Linked DNA regions of Danio rerio: region 2 is linked to region 1. A link is a contact called in public Hi-C data. All regions are on one chromosome and are shown on one strand. The core of a region is the stretch at or near the end of the contact, and the rest is flanking DNA. Distances in the headings are between cores, read along the strand shown.

What was found. A called contact is a pair of places that touch in the nucleus more often than the background predicts.
Region 2: a Hi-C map of an unstated tissue shows a contact between it and region 1, with 2.0 times the contacts expected there. The contact joins two enhancer-like sites. A contact is called at or near these places in 3 of 18 Hi-C or Micro-C datasets (caudal fin, skeletal muscle and an unstated tissue).

The regions. Positions count from the first base shown.
Region 1 is chr8:32,254,673-32,262,517 of GRCz12tu, reverse strand. It overlaps aopep (aminopeptidase O (putative)), which reads left to right. Exons shown (of 15, transcript NM_001123258.1): 14 at 7,455-7,541. Among named protein-coding and RNA genes, the nearest start is that of mir23b-2, 11 kb to the right of the region's middle. Within about 2 kb of position 4,362, at least 12 of the 62 cell types and tissues checked have an H3K27ac peak or open chromatin away from gene starts, as enhancers often do.
Region 2 is chr8:32,308,276-32,316,120 of GRCz12tu, reverse strand. All of the region lies in intron 12 of aopep (aminopeptidase O (putative)), which reads left to right. Among named protein-coding and RNA genes, the nearest start is that of mir23b-2, 64 kb to the right of the region's middle. Within about 2 kb of position 3,665, at least 6 of the 62 cell types and tissues checked have an H3K27ac peak or open chromatin away from gene starts, as enhancers often do.

The DNA of each region.
Region 1 (7,845 bases), core at 3,113-5,612:
ATCACTGCTATTGCTTATTTCCCTCTGATCCCAAAATTCTATTTAAATCGATATTAAGGTAAATTATAAATTTTATAATCATTTTTATACAGTAAATACATTTAAATGTTGCCTAAAATATTGGTCTAGTAGTCCAGACTGTTCATGGGCCATAATCTGAAACTAATAAACAGAAACTGCAAGCTGAAATATCAGTAATTGGGTGAACTATCCCTTTAGGCCATCAGATCATCATTCGGCCAAGATTTCTCTCACAATCACCACCTACCTCTTAAATCCTCGCCTTCCCCCGTCGGTTTTAATGAGTGAGCTACCTGATGCTATGTGCGTATTAAGTTTATTGGATTCTTCAAGTGTCCTCAGGTTAGGTTAATGTAGGTCACGCTGTCTGACTGAACAAAATGTCTTCCTGTTATGGGAGTTTAGATCAGTGTTATCATTAACTTTAACTATTACCACACCCCAGGTGAGAAGAACCTTTCATACAAACAGGTTGCTCGTTTGTGTCTAGACAGACACGTGCTAGGCCTGTTATTCAGTGCCTGTGTGTGTGTGTTTACTGTTTGTGAAGGATTTGCCATACTGCTAATTACTGATGCGTGCTTCTGTGGGCTCCGGGGACCTCTGTGAACCTTACGGGAAACCTTTTTTTCTTATTCTCTGTGTGTTTTTGTAGATCTTTCAAAAGTTCACAAGGGCCAGCCAGCCAGTACTTCAGAATTTTCTTTGCCTGCTATTATTTTCAATGCAAATACCAACATTTTTGTGTCAGAGGAAAAAACATTACGGTTATGTGTGTCTGCATTTATGTATTGTGTATATATTGGAGATAAATTGCTATGATCATAAACTGATGGCTTTTTCTTGCATAAAGCTTTCAATCTAGAATATGAATAGTGTAGACCAGGGATTTCCAGACTCTCCTGGAGGACCGGGTCCTGCAAAGTTTACTTCCAACCCAATCAGACACACCTGGGCTAGCTAATCAAGCTCTTACTAGGCATTCTAGAAACAACCTTGCAGGTGTGTTGAAGCAAGTTGGAGCTAAAATCTGCAGGACGCAGACCCTCCAGGACCGGGTTTGGATACCCCTGGTGTAGACTACTAGAAACTTATGTTTTTATTCTAGAAATTATAATTAAACTAAATTAAATATTATGGAACATAGTTTAATGTATTATCAGGGTATCTGCAGGGTCCTAAAATATTAAATAAATAAATGGGCCTTAAAAAGTCTAAAATTGACTGAAATTTTGTCTTGTAGGTCTTAAATAATTTTAAACAGGTCTTAATTTTCCCTTGTTTATGTAAAGATACTCAATCAATCCAACACATCGCACTGCCAACAATACATCTCATTACAACTTTTAGCAAAACTACTGTATATTAATAACTAATATTTTAAGTATGTTGTCCATTTTTTAGTTTTTAAAGTTTTTTTTTAATTTATGTTGAAAAATATTTATGTATACACCTAGGGCCTGCTTGTTTTGAGACATTATTTAAAATATGTGGCTAATAAATAGCTATAGAATTTAATTAGTTTTTTGATGGGGAAAGTACTTTTATTTATTTATTTTTTTGCTGGGCCATGAAAAATCCTTAGCATTTAGCCCTAAATAAGTCTGAAATTTCATTCCTCATGGTCTTAAAAAGTCTTAAATTTGGCTTTGTGTAACCTGCAGAAACCCTGATTATATATTTTAACATGTATCTTAATATTGTGAAATTAAAGAAATTAAAAAAAAATTCTGTTATTAGGAAAGGATGACTTAAATTGGTTAAAAGCTATTTTGTAATGTTATATTGTTTTAATATTTCATAATTAATTCATATTTCAAATAAATGTTGTTTATAATTTCTATTCATTAAATAAGTCTGGATAAAAGATGGATGGGTGGATGCACTGATGCATTTCTTCTTTTATATTTTATTCAAAGGCTGCAGGTCACTACACTCTAAAAAGTGCTGGGTCCTCATAACCCAACATTGAATCCATAGACAGTAAAAAAAACTGATGATGCAACCCAACATTAGGTCAAATACGCACAAACTTGACGTTGAGTTGAACCAGGGCAGGGCGATAAAATGGCTATCGATATTTCAAGAGTTCATGCTTAGATATTGCTTGATGATATTAGCATGGCATGCTGTCCTGGGAGAGAACCCTGAGCTCAGAGATAATTAAGCCCAAGGCTCCTGCCTGGTCAATAGAGCTTGTAAAGGGAGTACGAGCTCAGGTGGAGAAGGCGTGGATGTTTTTTTTTTGGTTTTTTTTCGGAAAACAAAAATAAGGGAGTGAGTTTTGCTAGGCTACTTATAACGAGTGTGGATTAATCTGATTGGCTAACTAATGATTGTAGATGAGAGACCAGTTGCAGTCAATCATATCACATGCTCCTCTTAAAATTAGATTGTGAAACTTCACTTGCTGACCAAGCACCAATGTCAATATCAATTAAATGAAAGTTTCTGCATGTAGTTTTGGTATGAAGCGCTACAGTTTTAATAAAATGTGGCTGCTGAGCGCGCGACTTGGAAGCAGTGCCAATAAGCTTGGGGTGTAAGTTTGTCATTTCCAATTAAGGCACGGGACTTGTACGACAGGCATACGGGAGCGGAACGCACATGTTGTGTAAGCGGCACGCACATGGACCATGTGCATTTTCCAGCCACAGCTAGTTAAAAAACATTTGAACTCTTTAGAATGCTGCGAGTGCACCACAATTCATATAAGTAGAACTAACCAATCTGCTTCACACTTTGTGTGAAATATACATATTTCAATAGTAATGGCAGACTAATTACCTTAGCCAAACACAGCGCGCCCAAACACTGCAACACTTTTTACTTTTCTCCATAAACTTGCATCAGAGCTGCAGCAATGGTTTGTCCATTTGTCATTTTCTAAGGAAATGGTTGATGGTCACCATTGTAAATGGTCAAGGAATCCACGCGCACACGCTTGTCATTTCAGATCAGAATAACAACACATGCGAAAATTGCAGAGTGGCTTTTTGGTTTCTTTTCTTGTGCATCCCAGCCACTTGCACCACATCTCAAAGATTTTTTAGCATAGGGGGGAATATAGTCATTCAACTTCAAAATTTGTAATGTTGCAGTATGTATTTGAATAACTATGGTTGGTTCCTTTACTTGAAAGCTCAGATTTGATGATCATAAATTGTGTTGTTAACAGAGTTTGAGGTTTACTGTATCATTATTTATCACACCTTATAGTTTGCTTTAATTGTTTAGCATTTACACTTCAACACTGCACACACTTTGTAACATTTTATTTATCAAGTTTAAGAGTCTCTTAAACTCTTATGTTTATTTTATCACAAAGAGATCAGATATTTTGTTTATATTTTTTTGACCATTAAAACCTTAGTAATGTTGGTAAATTAAAATAAAGTGGTTAAATAAAAAAATCCTAATATTCCTAAATGGATTGTTAAAAACTTATTCAATAATTATGGATGTTGAATGATATGAAACATGATATCGTGATAATGTTTTTGCAATTTCGCCCAGCCCTAGTTGAACTAAACTTTTGTCCATATCTGCCCAAATGCCTTACAACATCACCACCTTTTTTTTAAGTGTAGCTTAATCACAAAGTCAATAAAAAATATATATATTGTTTCAAATTTTAATATGTTACAATATATTTCCAATCTGTTGATATATTTGCTCACACCATTTATATAGACATTACATTCTGCCAGTATAGTACTGTTGAATTTATTAGATGTGCAGCAGACCCTGGCCTTTTTTCAAGTAGAGCATTTATACGCTAAGATTTCATTCATTTATGTTAGACTCAAATCATTTCAAATCACACAGTATGTTATGTAAAGTATCATCTACACACTAAAGCACCTTTTTGTATTTGCATATAGCAATTGGCGAGTGTTAATTTTATCCGCGCACTGAGATGTGAAGTGAAACCACAGTCGGAACAGTTGAGACGGAAATCACAACTGAGAACTTTTGCATGAAACACAATTGATTGGAAAACCCACGACAGCACGTCTGACACTTAAAAGATAAAAGAAGAAAGCAACAAACAATGCAGCAGCTCTGTTGAAATAAGCTTTGCAGACAGGTGAGGACAGAGGGGAGTTAATGGTGTCGGCAGGAAAGACAGCGAAAAAGCTCGTTCCTGGTAAACTGGATGTGACATTTGAACATGCTGCTTAAATAGAGGCTGATTTGTGACCGGAAGGCTCTTTGCAGGGCCGCCGCTTCCTGTTGTTTTCCTGAGTCACTTCACACCTCGTCTTAAAGCAAACATTCTCACACGCTTGTACACACACTCGCACAATCTTACTTCATTAATCATTGAACTGCCTCCACCTTCGGGCCCCCATGAGCTGCCAGCCATTCAGCTTCAATTAAACCCCTGCTGCGCCGCACAGAGGCCCAGAGAGAGCAAACGAGAACACCGATTCTGCTTAGCATCGCTAACGGGCTTATTATGATGCAGAACTATCGGGTCCGACCCATGAATCCGGAGATTCACTTAAGCAAAATTAAAAGCTTTTGTGGCAGAAATGTTAATTAGCATAAAAAATCCTTTCAACTCATCCGTTTTTTTTCACCTTCAAATATGCACAAATCTAGTTAGAGGCACTGATACAGTCACAACACCTATAAAGCTATAACAACTGCCGAAGGGACAACCAATTAAAGCTAGTTTGAGGGTTGTTGATTAATAAATGAAATAAATAGATTTTAGTCTTTGTATTGAAGTAAAATACGTTTGTAATAACTCTTCAGCTAAAGCGACATTTAGATGATTATGTAAATTATGTTTTTCTCTAGATAACAAAATGAATACAACTAAATTGACAAAGAAAACATCCAATTAGAGAGTGTTTTTTAATACTTTATTCTGTAGGTTTCTTTAAAGTGAGCAGCTTTATAGTTGTAAACATGCAAATCCATGTTAGTAGCTGTTTATGTGGAAAGTTGCAGTTGTAATGAACCCATTCTGATTAATCATTTCAAAATCCAACGCTAAATAAAGTGATTGTGTTGATGTGAATATTTTTATCCAAAGTTTCCTAATATGCCTCGATTGCACAAATGTTGAGTTTCAAAATGTGCATTCTAGCAAATCCACCTGCTTCTTTTCTGTTTTAAATGGCACTTAAATTTTTTATGGGGTATCAAGCACACTGTAAAAGCCAAAAAGTTAGGGTAACTCAAATCATTTGAGGAAACCGATTGCAACAAACCATTTAAGTTCAAAAACTAATCCTTATGATACTGTGAACTTGATCCATTTGAGTAAACGAAGCAATCTGAGTACAGTAGAACCCAATAAAGAGAACGTAAGCCAACTGAGTACTGTAAAACCCAATAAGTTAAGGCAACTCAAACTGTTTGAGGAAACCGATTGCCACAAACCATTAAAAACCTAGCAGCCTAGCAAAAACCTAGCAGCCTAGCTTTCCCATGTGGTCTCCCATTCAGGTACTGATCGGCCACAGCCCTGCTTAGCTTCAGTGAATGACCATGTGACAGTTGCAGAGAGCTAGCTATCGCGTCTCTTCCGCGCATGAATTTGTTATTTTCAATGGAGGCGCACGCATAAGAAGCGACGCACCCGTACCTTCCAAATAAGACTTGTATCAGGGCTGCAGCAATGTTTTGTCAGCTTGTCATACTCTGAGAAAATGGTTGTTGGTTGCCTAGAAATCTACCCCCCTTCCTGTTGTTGTGCTATGCTGTTATTTTACCAAAAATGTAAACCTCTTACACTGTTCAGACATATTTATCGTGTTGTATAAAAATGAAAATAAATGTCTAAAAAAAGGTTTTGAACAACAATTTACGTGAGTTTGAGTAAAAAAAAATCTAATTGACTGTGCACTTCATGGATTAAATGATGGAAAGAACTTTGATCTTAAGAAATGTTGTGAACAACAGTTTCATTAAAACATGCATTTATAGTTATTTATTGCATCTATAAAAAAATGCATTACTTTTAAAACAAATTATGCAAATATACATGTTTAAGTATTCTGAAACCTTACAGAATAGATTGTAACGTGCTTCTTGGGTGTGGGTTAAGAGCTAAAGATCGATCTGGTTGGTGGAATTTTCTGTACAGCATCAATTATGTTTTGAATTATATTAACAGATGGCTTCACAAAATGTGTAATTAATGGAAAACAAATGTAACCCAATGTTGAGTTTGTCCATATTTGACCCAATTTGTAGAGTTTATGGAGAAATGAATACAGTTATTATGTCTGGAAGATTTTTATGGTTATTATGTCTGGACTATTGTGCTTTATAAAGTAGGGGTGCACAACCTTTTTCTTATGAAGGGCCAAAATCCAAGCTTGATTTAGAGCTTTGGGCCGAAAGTAAACATTGCAAACTATATTACAGTAAGATTGCCATTGGTAATTTCCTAAATTATTTCATAAAATAAAATAATAGAAAAAAAAAACTTATTTACTAATGCATTTTAATTTTTTAACAAACCTATTTCATATAAATCTATATAAAAAATACCATTTATAAAACAATGGAGCTCAAAGCCGAATACAATAGTCATGCGTTCAGCATGCCTTTGCCCTGATTTGCAAGGCAAAATTCTTCTGCTTTGTCCCCTATTCGTAGAGAAAAAATACACTTTTTTAATCTGATTTCTTTACAACATTTAATTAAAACGTTTCATCTCAGTTAGCTTTTCTTTTCACTTAACAATATAGACAAACAAAAGGTTATATTAAATATAAATAAGAATCTCTGTTAAAGGCATTCCTTAACCCTTCTCAATCATTTTCCATCTGGGGGGCCAAATCAAAGGATACAAAGGGCAAACTCTGGCCTGTGGGCCCTAGTTTGGGCATCACTGCTATAAGTGAAATACCTTTGTGAAATTTAAACCAATTAGTGAAATGTTCTTTCAAGAGTTGTTGAAATGTTTTTCAAGGAACTAAACATCAATCTTCTATACTGTTTATCACTGCAAAAGCACCTCTTTTTTCTCCAAGAGCAACATTATGCCACACATGCTACAGAGTTTGTCCTGAACATGAACAATCCTCCTTTTAAAACAGTCATGACTCCTCCAAGCGTGGAGTGTGTGTGTGTGTGTGTGAGTGATACAGCAGTGTAATGAGATCTCCGAGGCGTGGATGAGGTCAGGTTTTTGGGTCGTGTTCAGTTGAATGACGGCGGAGAGCAAGAAGAGGAAGACAGAGCCAGTCTGTGATCTCTCCGCTTTAACACTGTCTTCATTTACACACATCACACATAAACAGAGCGCACACCTCTGTGTTAAGAACACACTGATAACAACCACAGAGTCACGCGCTCGCACTGATTTCCCCCAATGCGTGCGATGCCCGCAGGTGGTGACGTCCCGTGAGCTGTTGGGCCGCTTTCATCTGGGTTTAATCACTTTCTATCTGTCTCTTTCTTGTTAGGTGAAACATCGCTGGTGTGAACTTGCGGTCAAGCATAAACACACCGCCGCATACCGAGACGTTGAGCTCTTTCTGATCCATGACCAGGTACATGACTTATTCCAGAGCACGTTCATTTCACAACTAATGAGCTGCCTTTATTGGAGGCATGTTTATAACAAGTAGTCTGCTTAATTTGTTTACATTTATTTTGCTTTTTTTTTTATTATTTTGGCAAATTCTAAGGCAGAATCATGTGTGTTGTTTACAAAGAAGCAGTGTTATTTAGTAGTTGTTGAGTATTTCCAAGTAACTTTTGTAGTTTTTCTTTTATTAACAGTTCGTTGTGTTTTTTTATTTAAATATTTTGTAATTGTTATGTTTCATTTAAACACTATGTTATTTTTCTGAG
Region 2 (7,845 bases), core at 2,416-4,915, 54 kb before region 1:
CTTCAAATATCTTCATCTGTCAATAACAGTGAACAGAAGTTTTTTTTTTTTTTTACAGGCTCATGCTATGGTAATGTTCATTCTAAATTCTAAACAAAAATAATGCCCACAAATCGACTACTACTACTAATACTATTACTACAATTACTACTCCTACTATACTACTATTACTACTATTACTACTACTACTACTACTAATAATAATAATAGTAATAATAAAATTATTCTCATTATTATGTGGTTCAATTAAATTTTTTTAATATTGTTATATTAATCATTTTGTAACTTTGTTTTAATCTGTTAAAAACAAAAAACATATTTTTATTATATTTTGAATGTATTGTTTTTTTGAAAACTACACTACTTAGTGGCACAGTGGGTAGCACTGTCACCTCACAGCAAGAAGGTCGCTGGTTCAAGCATTGGCTCGGTCAGTTGGCAATTCTGTGTGGAGTTTGCATGTTCTCCCCGTGTTCGTGTGGGTTTTCTCTGGGCGCTCCAGTTTCCCCAAGTCCAAAGACATGCCCTACAGGTGAATTGGGTAAGCTAAATTGTCCATAGTGTACAGTATGTGTATGAGTGAGAGTGTATGGGTGTTTCCCAGTGATGGGTTGCAGCTCAAAGGGCATCTGCTGCAATATGCTGGATAGTGTAAGTTAGTGGTTAATTCCCATGTGGCGACCCCAGATTAATAAAGGGACTAAGCTGAAAAGAAAATGAATGAATGAATTTGGCATAATGACGTGAATGAACAAATGAATGAACTTCACTACTTCGGTCTTTAGTGTCACGTAAATTTCTTATTATAATCAGTTTTGAACACTGTTCTGCTTCTTAATCTGTGGAAGTAGTGTAGTTTTATTTCAGTGTTCTTTGGTAAAAAGAAAGTTCTGCGAAATCCAAATCATTGATACTTTTTGATCAGTATAATGCCTTCTTGTTGAAAAACAAAACACAATAAACTTTAGTATGTGATACACTTAAAAAAAAAAAAGTCTGGGTTGTCATAACTCAATGTTGGGCCAAATACTGTATGGACAAACCCAAAATTAAGTTGTTAATTAAATTTAAATAACACTTTTATAATCCAGCAGTTTGTCCATATTTGACCCAACAACAGGTTACAACAACCAACTGTACATTCATAACCTAATGACTGCAGTACAGGAAGAGTTCCTCTCAAATACCTCGGGTTTAAGTCTCAAAAATAGCACAGTTTTTCCATTCATGGTTTATACCCCAATCTTTTTGGCCACTTTTTATTGTGTCTTTTGGCTCTTTTATTAGCAGAGATTAAGAAAGAAGAGAAGGATATTAGAAAGTCATAGATTAATCAAATTAAATGTGAGCTTCCATTAACCTCATTTAATTACAATGCCAACAAAACGCTAGTTAAAGCATGGCAGTTCAGCTTGTATTGTTGGTTTAGGGAAAAGGTAAAGTATCATCTAGGCACTATATGAATTCCTCAATGCTCTGAGGTTTAACTTTTGCGAAATCTCTCTTTGTATATATACAGTGTCAAAGAAAGGAATGCTGGCTTGTCTGAAATTAAGGTCACATTCATGAGAAACATAATCCTTCCCTTAGACCACAGCGGCAGGATCCATAGTGACAAGCAGATACAGCAAACTCCTAATCTTTATTCTTCACGCTCATTTCTTCGATTCCTTTTTCGGTATTTGTTTTACACCACCACGTGCTCCTTCGAATGTTCGCTGGAATGTAGATGAAAGCTGTTTCTTGCGGGACGATGTGTTTTTGAGCCTAATCCAAATTCCTGTTGTGTGCCGGCATTACTCCAAGAGCCAAATGGATGTTCCTGTGGCCTGTTCGATATTTTTGAGGTAATGTAGACCAATCAAGTTTATCTTTGTAGGCCTCTGACAACATAAACCCATTTCGTTTTTTGCTACCGTTCACTGAAATGTCCAACCGAGTCCATGATTGCAGTGACCTGTTTCTTTCTGTTCCTCGGAGTCTCAAACTCACTCTTTCCCTGATTTTTTTTTTCTTTTTTTTTCCGTGCGCCGCATCCTGAACCCTAAGCTGATTTATGGATATGGAGGAAGAGGTAAAGGAAGCAGGCCCCTCAATCCAGATCCTCTCCAAAGACCTGAGAGCACAAAATGACAGACTGTAGGTCTAATGTCTGAAGTTATGAGTGTGTGATGGAGACAAGGATGTCTGAGTTTAGTGAATATTTTGGCATCAGACTGTGCACAATTCAATCCAAAAATGTGCGGTTACGTGCGACTGCCAGAGCTGGAATCTCGTTCCCACTGTTATTAGAGACGAGCTCCGTTTGGCGGGATCCATGAAAAACAACAAACAGAAAGATCCATAAACAAAAGCAAAACAAGACTGACCTTTTCACTTGCTGCTCCTCCTTTGCCAGAAGTGAAGGGAAGAGGTGGGGAGATTATTTCTCCTCCATTATTTCTGACTCATTCCTCATATGAGCTAAATGCACGTCTGGGAAAGTGAAGGAATATAAAGGAGCTACCGCTGATATTGGCTGGATAGCGCCCCACACACACACACACACACACACACACAGATAAATGTGTATGCACCATGAAGCCTCAAATTAAGAAAATGGGCCTACTGTTGAGGAGATGGCATTAGTTAAATTACATATTAGAATGAAGTTTGTAATTTTCCGAATTTTTGAAGTCTATTTTTTTTTAATTATGAAAAATATCTAGTTTAGATAATGTATACTCTGAACAACAATTATTTCTCATCTGTTTTATAAACCACTTAAGTGATGTTTAGTTGCTTTTATTAGTTTAATTACTAGATTCAAGCTGAATAAAATCTAAATAAAAGTAAGAAATTTTCAACGAAAAAAATAATGGACATTTAAAAAAATATTTTCTAAAAACAAGATACAACTATTATATACATATATATATATATATATATATATATATATATATATATATATATATATATATATATATATATATATATATCTTCAAAATTTATATTCAACATAGTTTTAAGTGTAAACAGCACAGATACTATTCAAGAAAAAAAAGAATCCACTTTCCAAATTTGGTCATTTTTATTCTAACAGGCATTTGTTGAACACTATATATCATACACAATATTATTTTTTTCCACTGCACCATGGCTTTATATTTTATACTTTACATTATTCCTGACTAGACTTTTGTCTAAGCAAAGTCAGACCTTACTGTTCTAATTAAATAATTAAAAATCAAGGCATGATCATATTTTATTTAAGCAAAATAGGCATAATCTAGAGGCCTTTGCCTTTCATATAAGCCACTTCTGATAAAAACCGTCTATTATAAGTCGAGTTATTATTTGTTGTTCCTAAAACTTGGATAGTCAGCAAGACTTTTGTCATGTAATGTCATGTAATTTTCTTTATTTGTATTTGTAAAAAATATAATAGATTAAGCTAACGTTTTTTTCAATCCGTTGGATTTTTCAATTATTTTTTTAAGTGTAAATTTGAGTGGATGAAGTCTGCTTCGCTAGCAAATTTCTTATAGGGATGTGTGTGTATTTGCACTGGAAAATGGGTCAAAAATACTTTCTTTTTTGGTTAAACGTTGTGTAGGAGTGTGTGTGGACGTGGGTGAGAAGAGAGAGATGTCACATGTGTCTCTTGTCTGCGTGTGTGGGAATTATCCAGGGTCCATGTCCAATTGCGGAGGAGCAAGTGAAGGGCAGGGGCTGTGGAGAGGAACAAATGCTAGAGAGAATAAGCCATGAAGTCATGTGCTTTTTATTACACTCACACACACACACTACACTTCACATTCCTCACATCAGAGGGGTTTATACAACATGCAATCATTTAACCAGAAAAGTTATTTTAAGTTTAAATGCATTTCAACTTCAAAGTCAGATGCAGATGAGCTCAAAGTTGTGACCAGTACATGTATCATCAGCCGGCTGACTGATTAACGTTACCAAAACCTAAATATTGCACATGTGTTAGTGTGTTTGAAGTGTGTATGGCCTAGTTTGACACTTTGTATTGTATCAAATTGAGTTGCTGAAAGAAGCATTAACGTCTAGAATGAAATGTGTATAATAAGTTTGTTGCTTTTCAACAGCCAGTTAGAAAGATGATCTTTCATTTATTAGACATTTCCAGAAGTTCATCTGGTCTTGATGAAATATACAGCTAAAATTAACATAAAAATCTGATGCTATTCACCTTTTATTAACAATACTAGCATATAAGGTATATTTTATAATAACAGCAGTTCTAAGTCATATTCTTGCTGTACACCTTATTAAACTTTACTGGTATAAATTTGTAGTTCACTGTCTAAATAAACAAAATGATAATGGTCAGATGCAATTTAAATCATCTTTAATGCAAATGTTAGCATATTAGCATAGTTGGCGTATGTTATAATCTACAGTTATCAATACAGTACTTAGTAAAACTAATAATGATGGTAGAATCTGGTTGTTTGCTTCTACATGCCAAAAAGGCCTAAATCTTGACCAAATTTTTTTATAGATATGATAAAAACATGTAAAACATTGCAACACTGGCAGTGTTTTCCATGTTATTGTTTTTGAGGCTATGTTTGTGTGTTAGCATTAGCCTGTGCATGTGTCTATGTCTGTGCATTTTTTATTTTTTTTTTAATTGCATGGCTGAGAATTTCTACAGTCTGTTTTGTTCTATATGAGGATGCAGTAAGCCATGTTCTCAAAAGAGCTCTTGAGTCCGACTTCCTATGCAAGCCCATCATAATCAGCAAACCTCATATAGCTGATGGCTTTTATTTGATACGGTAATTGGGCGCACTCGCTCGCTAGAGAACAGTGTAGAGGGCTGTAATGTAGACTCAGGGTCTTTAAAAGCCAGAGCATTATATGAACAGTATGTATATAAAAGGCTTTGCCACTCCCGGTGCACGAAAGCAGAACTCTGCGGTCTCTCCATTTTTTCCTCCATTCAGCATAGAAGCATTTTCACAAGTGTCTGGAAACCTCTGGTCATAATGTGGTGTTCAGCAAAAGCTTAAAGGAATATTTCAGTCAGAAATAGTCATTATGAACTCAATCTGCAATCGTTCTGTACGTTTATTTATTTTATATGTATGTATTTCTTTCTTTCTTCATTTATTTAATTGTTTTATCAGGAATTTCCCATTGAGATACATTATATCTTCACCCAGGGAGTCCTGTTTAAGACAGGCATCATAGGATAGAGGTACAAAAAATAAAAAAATACATGTCACAACACATAGGGCTTTTAAGGATGGAAAAATACGATTTGCGCCATGGCGCATGGTCTAATGGGGTAGTGCTTATTCTCTTAATGAGTTATGGGTGTGTTGTGAGCATAACGTGCATAAAACCGATCAGACACTCATCTCCCATTTCCTTTAAGACTTGCGTCATGCCATAGTGCATTTCCTATTTACATGGCAGATTTAGTAAGTGGAAAAACTGAACGCTTCACTAGCAAGAAAACAGATAGACAGACCATCTGCAGCGCAAGGATAAAGAATGAGCCTTCACCATTTGGCCTCTTTACTTTTACTTTACTCCTTTACTTTCGTGGATGAGTAAATGATGTTGTACGCACTCCACTGAAGACATCTATTAGCCTACATATTTAATTTTGTTAATTAAGCGCAAATATTTGTTTCTAAACTATTTTTTTAAATTTAGTTTTAATTTCCAGCAAATTATTAAATGAACAATAATAGCGAAGTGTGGTTAAAAGTGTGTTATATCCAAACACATGTCATGTGCCCCATATGATCCAAAACCAGACAGGTGGACAAATCCAAGCTTGTTTTTATCACAATATTAAACAAATTGTTAATATATATTAAAACAAATATAAATATGCATATAATAAATACTACTACTAATAATAATAATGATAACATTATACAAAAGCAAATTGTCATGAATATACTGAAAAAAGCCCCTGTGATGAAGAAGGCATGGAGGCAGTAGTTTTTATATAAATAATAATTTTTGTAATATTTAAATCCTTTCTTTTTCATTTGTAAAAATAGTTGCGTATTGCTATACATCCTGTGTGTATTAAGAAATGTGTACGCGTTAAGTAACTGAATGCAATTATAGCACACAACTAACATACTCTGCGCTGGACTTTAGACCAGCTTTTAGTTGGTCAATTGCACAGTTTATTTTAGTTTCTCAAAATAGCATTGCGCTAACAATGCGCCTTAACACACCTTCCTTCTAGACTGGCACACCCATGAGTCCACAAAGTGGTGTAAATGGGTTTGCTATTTAAATAACGTGGTGCAAAACAGGAAAATTAATGTTGCATTGGTCTGAAAATGGTAACAAATTACGGCAAACATGCCTTGCACCTTATCGTTAAAACATGTCCTCCTTTATTTGAACCCTATTCACTTTCTCCATACAAACTGTCCCAAAGTAATGAAATTTTCAGCATACTTAGTGGAGGCTCTTGAAAATAATGATGGCCTGTGATTTTTGAGTCAGGTGACTTCAGCTACAATCATAAATATGTTTTATGTTTTGACAGTTTGCTCACCGTTAAGACAAAAATATCATTCTATCGTATGATTCAGATCATTACCTCTTTAATCAGCTAATAGTCACTCTTTCTATCAAAAACCTAAGCTGTAGATTTCTCAGAGGAATAGGGCTTGAAGCTTTTAACGTGAGTGGTTTCCTCACCAAAAAATAGCCAGCAACATCTCCAGTGTCATTAAATACCATCTGTGTTTGTCTTTCCAGTGCACATGGAAAAGGCATCAGTTTGGGAAATACACAGACACACATCGCTTTAACTGATTACATATGGCCGCCCCTCACTATTTCCACAACCGTGACGTTCAAGCTGCAATTGGATTTATGTTAGATGCCAATTTGCGAATAAATGCGCCTTCTTTAAACGGGAGGTAGCGCATAGCGTGTTAAACGACGCCGCGCATGTTTTGCATCATGTTCCATGGGCCTCATTTTGTGGGAAATGAAATCAACGGTCATGAATTTAAAAAAAATGTAGTGAAGTGACTCGGGCATCACTTCATCTCATTTCTCACTGGTCGTAAGCGGCGCGCTCCAACATCTGTCTGGTAGGGGAAATAGCAGCGTTTCGATAATGAGCGAGGGAGACGGCGGGTCTCCTGGTGCACTATGGTGCTATTAGCTTCATTGAGTTCCCCCTCCCTTCCCACTCTTCCACTCTCTGAAGGTCTACAGAGCAGACTTGTAAAGCCCACGGCATAGACGGCAGGCTCTTTAATGCAAGGGCTTAATGCTGTTGGGCTCACAGGCGTGGAGATTATCAAGGGAGACGCATATGAATCCAATAACGGAGACTTTTAAAGGGGTTTATTTGTCGTTAGGCGCACAGATCAATTTGGGCCATTTTAGCTGAAGTGCTTCCGTCAAAGGAGAAAATCGTAATAGGACTTTGGGCTATGAGTGCCGTAAATCTCCTGGCTTCGTTTTTCTCTGAAATCTTATGATAAGTGGGTAGTTTAAAGACACAGAAGTGAGCTGTTGTATATCTGAACTACTTATCTTGCGTTTGTTATTTAGACAGAAGAGTATAATAGTTCAGCATAACTGGAAGCAAAGCGAATAACACTTTTTATGATACATAGTTTCAAATTAGCTTCAAAGAAATTGCACACATCCTGTGGTAGCTGAGTATCATCATAAATAACAATGAAAACATGTTTTTTGATGATGCTACATAAGGGCAGAAGTATAATAGAAAAAAGCAGGGATTCCTGTGGCATTCCATGCTTAATCCTAATTCCCTTTGCAGATAAAACAAGACGATTACGGGCAAATAGGCAGGATTTGAATCTTGAATCT